2 separate regions of the Sus scrofa genome follow, and region 2 is linked to region 1. Evidence: chromatin contacts called from public promoter capture Hi-C data. All regions are on one chromosome and are shown on one strand. The core of a region is the stretch at or near the end of the contact, and the rest is flanking DNA. Distances in the headings are between cores, read along the strand shown.

Evidence for each region. Promoter capture Hi-C pulls out the DNA fragments that hold promoters and counts their contacts.
Region 2: a contact with region 1 is called in a promoter capture Hi-C map of fetal liver, with 2.0 times the contacts expected there. The contact joins the promoter of IREB2 here to the promoter of HYKK in region 1. A contact is called at or near these places in 1 of 5 promoter capture datasets (fetal liver), 4 of 47 Hi-C or Micro-C datasets (embryonic fibroblasts, epiblast stem cells, liver and 1 more) and 1 of 2 datasets of contacts at active chromatin or transcription factors (alveolar macrophages).

Annotation. Positions count from the first base shown.
Region 1 is chr7:47,473,357-47,476,056 of Sscrofa11.1, reverse strand. It overlaps HYKK (hydroxylysine kinase), which reads left to right and starts at 1,412. Exons shown (of 6, transcript NM_001243547.1): 1 at 1,412-1,480.
Region 2 is chr7:47,527,836-47,530,535 of Sscrofa11.1, reverse strand. IREB2 (iron-responsive element binding protein 2) reads left to right here and starts at 1,337. Exons shown (of 23, transcript NM_001167781.1): 1 at 1,337-1,434. The coding sequence starts at 1,416.

The sequences.
Region 1 (2,700 bases), core at 163-2,662:
AGACTTAAACTGGAGTTCCCATGTGGCTTAGCGAGTCGTATGGACCCAGCACAGTGTCCATGAGGATGCAAATTGGATCCCTGGCCTTGGTCAGTGAGTTAAGGATCCTGTGTTGCAGATGTGGCTCCATCCGGTGTTGCTGTGGTGTAGGCCTGCAGCTGCAGCACCCACTTGGCCCCTAGCCTGGGAACTTCTATATGCAGCAGGTGCGGCCCTTAAAAGAAAAAAACAGACTAAGTTGCAGGCGTGAGTGATGTCCTCCAGTAGAGAGAGTGCTCTGTATTATCAGAGAGGTTTTGTTTGCCTGTAGACATGTAACAGACTGGCCATCAGAGCCCAGTGCCCTTGACAATTAAGGTCACCAACTAGCAGGTTATTGCAATTCCTAAAGCAGCCTCTTGATAATCATGTGGTTTCTGCTCTTTCCTGCAGGAGAATCCACTAATTGATCTACCTAAATAAGGATTGTGACCCAATTATCAGTTCAATTTCTCTGTAAATGAATCACTCACCACATCAGACCTGAAACCCTCCCCCCATGCCCCGGCCCAGGGGAACCTTTTAGGGTGGCTTTCCCACTCCCTTTACAGGTAATATATTCAGTTTAATGGCTTGAGAAGAGAGTAGAAAACGTGGTACTGTGCTGAAGCTTAAACTAGCACCTGAGTGACCAGGTCTCCTTGAGGCTCTGTGCCATCTAGACTTCACTTTCCCCATCAGTACAAGGAACGTGTGGACCTGTCCGATGAATAAGACAATTTGATGTCCTAACATTCTTGTAACCTGGGAGAGCTAGGTCCTGTGCAGAACGCTGCCAGGCCCAACTCCCAGGTCCTCTGCGCAGAACCCTTACACTTCCAGGGGACTGAATGGGTTTGGGCCATGCTTGCAAAGCCTCTGGGATACGTGTTTCCAGCAGGAAGGGGAGGGAGGGCTAGGAAAGAAAAACGAGGATGTGAATTCTACCCACACACCTGGAAATCTAAGAGAAGCAGTCCACGAAGCCTCCACAGCTACGTGGACCGGGAAGAACTGCGAGGTGCCACTCAAGAGCTGAAAGCCTGCTAAAGCCTGCCAAGGGGTGGGGCGGAATCTCGAACAACCAATCAGAAACCAGAAGTCCAGTTTTATAGAGAAGTAGCAGGGTTCTGACTGGAGTGACCACCGAGAGAAGGCGGGTCAGGATTGCAGAAAGCCCATCAGAAGCCCAGTCTCAGAATTTCTGTTCGCAGCTTCCTAGGCAGGCCAGGGGCAGGGCGGGTTGGGTAGGCCTGGTAGAGCTTAGTCTTTCCAGGAGTCTGTGCTGATTGGCGGCAGGGGGTATCCAGGAGCCAATCAGAAGTCAGGACTCGCGGGCTCGGAGGAGGGGCTGACCGAGGGGCGGCTGGTACGGCGCGACCTCCCAGCCAGAGCGCGAGACAGCAGCCAGGGTCGAGGCTACCGGAGAACGGATCCACCTGAGGACCTCGGGTCGTTGCGGGTGAGCCGGGTGGGGAAAGGAGACGCGAACCCCCCCTCCGGGGGGGGCAACCCGGAGAGCAGGGAGGCTCGCTACAAGTCTGGGGCCAGGAGTCGTGAGCCTTGGGGTCTTCCAGTCCCTGCTTCTCCTCAGACATTCTGCGTGCGTGATGCGCCAGTCAGTCACCTCTCTGGACCGCACCCGTAATCCAAAGACTGGCCTGAGATCCCAGAATTGAGGAGTGGCACCCAAGAAGCCATCTGGTCCAACCCTGCCGAGACCTGTGTGGAGACCCTGGCAGAGGGCAGGTGTGGCGCCTGGCACTTGCGGCCAGGTGTCTGGTGCGAACAATTTCTTAGGGCTCCACTGGACCTCACTAACATAATAACGCTCTGCACCTGACTTGCGCCCTCCCCCTCCCTTATTTTCCTGCCTCTTGGATCAGCAACCCCTCTGCAGCACACTAGCCCACCACTCTCGTCTCACCCAGCAGGAAGATACTCAGAGCACCCATTGTTAAGCTTAGGGAGAATTTACTGGATGTTGTAACATTTTGAGAGTGAGGGAGAAAGAATCAAGAATGACTCCTGTTTCTTGGCTGGTATACCTTACACAAAGTGCAGTTTAAGGTCCGGCCCCCTCGGAGTTGTAGGACAAAGGTTTTGAAATTCTGGCATAAGGCCTAGAATTGGAAAAAAATTGCTTTCAGGGTGCTTTCTCTGAAGCCAGGTCAAACACTGTTGGCAGGAAATATAGATCTGCTGCCTATAGTATTTGAGGTCCCTTGCTGGTCCCCTCCACCCGTACAAAAGACATTTGGTTAAGACAGACTTTGCTGATAACCACATTACTTTCTACGTATTTACTTTTTACAGGAACTGACTTGATCTATGCCATTCGTACCATAATTTGAAGTCCTTGTATACACAGAAAAAAGGCAAATTTAAGTTCAAAAAGAAAGATCTTTAGAAACATATAATATTAGCACTAAAAGAGATTTTTAGGGATGATCTACTCCAATTCCAACCCCCTTCTTTTTTTTTTTTTTTTTTTCTTTTTTGGCCACAAACAATTTCTCAGGGATAGAATCCAAGCCACAGCTGCAGCAACAGAGGATCCTTAACACATTGCGCCCCCAACTCCCTTTTAGAGGAGATATGAATAGTCCAAAGTTTCAGAGGCTAAGAAATAGAGCTAAAATATGTTTACTTTCTCCCAGCATAGAACTTTTATCCCTCCAT
Region 2 (2,700 bases), core at 88-2,587, 55 kb before region 1:
AAAGAGAGAGAGAAAAATGGTGTGTCTGTGTCTGGCATGGGTAACTTAGGGGTTGGTGGTGCCATTCATTGATACAGGCAATACTAAAGGAGTAAAGGGTTTTAAGGGGAAAATGATGACTTCTGTTTTGGAGATTTTGAGTCTGGGGTGCCTGTGAGATATGGAGTCATCCAATAGGTACTAGAATATACAACTATGGGCTTAGGGGATGTGTTTGGGTTTCAGGGACACCTCTGGGCTTAGGAGATGTGTTTGGGTTGGAGGTAGACTGGTAAATAAGAACATATAACTAATAACTGAAGCCAAAGGAGAGAGTGAGATGCGCCGGGAAAACAGTGCAAGGCCAGAGCCCTGGGATATATTTAATACCAGTACATTGAATGGCTGGGCAGAGGAAGAGGGGCCTGCAAATGAGACTGAGACGGAGCACCCTTAAGGATAGGAAGAAAAACAAGTAGCATCTGAGGTCACAAAAACTGATGGAAGAATATTTCTCAACAAGGGCAGAGATCAAGGAGAATAAGGATTGAGAAACGTGTGATTAGCGAATGGGGTTATGGCTGTCCTTGACCAGAGGTGTTTCTAGCGGGTGGAAAGCAGACTGGAGAGGGATAAGGAGTGGGAGGGGAAGGGAGAGCGCAACCAGCGCTCTCTGGAAAGCTGGCTGCCAACAGGAGATAAGGCGGCAGAGAACGCAGGTACTAGAGGAGCGGAGGCGGAGGCGGGATGGAGACTTTAGCATGATTAACTGCCCATGGGAAGGAGTGTGTGGAAAAGGAGAGAATGAAGCTACAGGGGTGAAAGGAAAATTCATTCAACAATTAGAGCGCTTCCTACATGCCAGATCAGTCCGGTCACCCTCTCCAAGAACACGCGTGCAGGCCACACATACGACAGGTTTAGCCTGAGACTATCTTCTGGTGAAAGGGGTTCGCCTTAGGCTGTTTTTCCTAGGAGTAGCAATTCTGACTCCTCCCTCCCCCACACCGCTGGATATCCCGCTGGAGCCCTTGCACCGCTGGATCTCACAACCTCAATTAGATATTTGAAGCCGCAACTTAGTAACGGATCGCTAGGAGGGCCAAGCTAGTGCCGTGGAAGATACAGCCGCTCCAGCCTTAGCGTCCGATCGCGAGAACAGGGACGCAGGCGCAAAAAATCGCCTTCTCGCTGGCTCCGCCCCTTCTCTTTCTTTGTCTCCACGTCCGATGATCTCGCGAGAGTTGGGCGGCAAATCCCGCGAGCTCAGACCTAGACCTGGGGTCGACTCTGCGGCTCTCGCGGTGTTTGCGCGAGACTGCTCTTTTCCTTCTTCCCTTGCGGGTCCGCCTGCCTTCCTCCCCTTTTTCCCCGCCCGGCCTCCCCCTCCTTACCCCGCGGGCCCCCTCCCCGCAGGGATAATATGGTCTCCGGCGATGGACGCCCCAAGTGCAGGTTAGTTTCAGTCCGCCCCCTGGGATGTGGCAGCTGGAGACGCGCGCTTCCCGGGCTCCGGGTCCTTTGCTTCTCGCCTGGAGTCACTCGGCCGGCTCCCGGGCCCTCTGGGCTCAGGTCCTGCTCCCTTAAGGCCTGCCTGATGGGCCTCACTCTCTGCTTCCAGGCCCCGAGAGCCCGGCCTCGCCGCCCTCGCCCCGCAGCGTGACCCCATCAGGCCCGTCCGCTCCGCCGCTGGCCTCGACCAGTGGCGGCGTCAGCCTGTTGGCCCCTTCCAGAGTCTTTTGGTACTCCTCACTTAGCACTACGGTCAGGGAGAGGCCCACTTTCGTCCTCTCCCCGCCCCCCATTTGTAAGAGATGAGGGTGGGGGCCGGCGTCTCCTTGGTTGGGTCTCTCGCAGATAGTTGTTTATTCCGCTGTCCAGCCTCAAGTCACTCCCTCTCTCTTTGCCTCTGGAAGCGGAGTGGGGGGCGGTCAAGGCCGAACACTGGTTAATCAGTTCCCAGACCATTTATTGCAGCTCTGGGTCTCCTCCGCCGCCCCCCTACCCCCAACCACCTTCTTAGCTTCCTCCTCAATAAAAAAGAGGAAAAACATTTAGTATTCCCCCAAAGTGAGCTCTGCTTATTGCTTCTCATTTCCGAGCAAGGTCCGAACAATGTTGAGGGTCCTGCCCACCCACCGCAATGAGTCTGCACAAAAGCTCTGAATGTTCTTTAACCTCAAGGCTGCCTCCCCACTACTTCAAGAATGTAGGAGTTGGGGTACATTCGCAGGAGACCCCTGGGTCTTTGTAGTTAAGCGTCAATTCATGCAAAACCAGGAAGACATGCTAATATACCCAGATGTTTTGTTTTTCACCTTTACCCTTAGTCTTAAGACCTATTAAGGTCTGACCTGATAAGTTGTTTTGGTTTGGTTTTGATTTTGTTCACGTTGTTGACTACAGTGTAAAAATCTGTCTTTTGATTATTTTTTTAAAAAAATTCTTATAGTTGTGACGGTTCTCAAATTGTCCTGTCTGTATTTACGCAGGTCTTCACAAAATATACCTATACTTCTTATAAATAATTCTTATTGTCCCTTTCTAGGTATTCTTTGTTATCACATTTCAAGAGTTATTTTACCAGTTTTTAATTCGAGAAGAGTCATGGTTTAGAGTTATACTATCCAATACAGTGGACGCTAGCTACATGTAACGATTTAAATTAATTAAAATTTAAAACTCTGTTCATTGTAACCATATTTCAAGTGCTTAATAGCC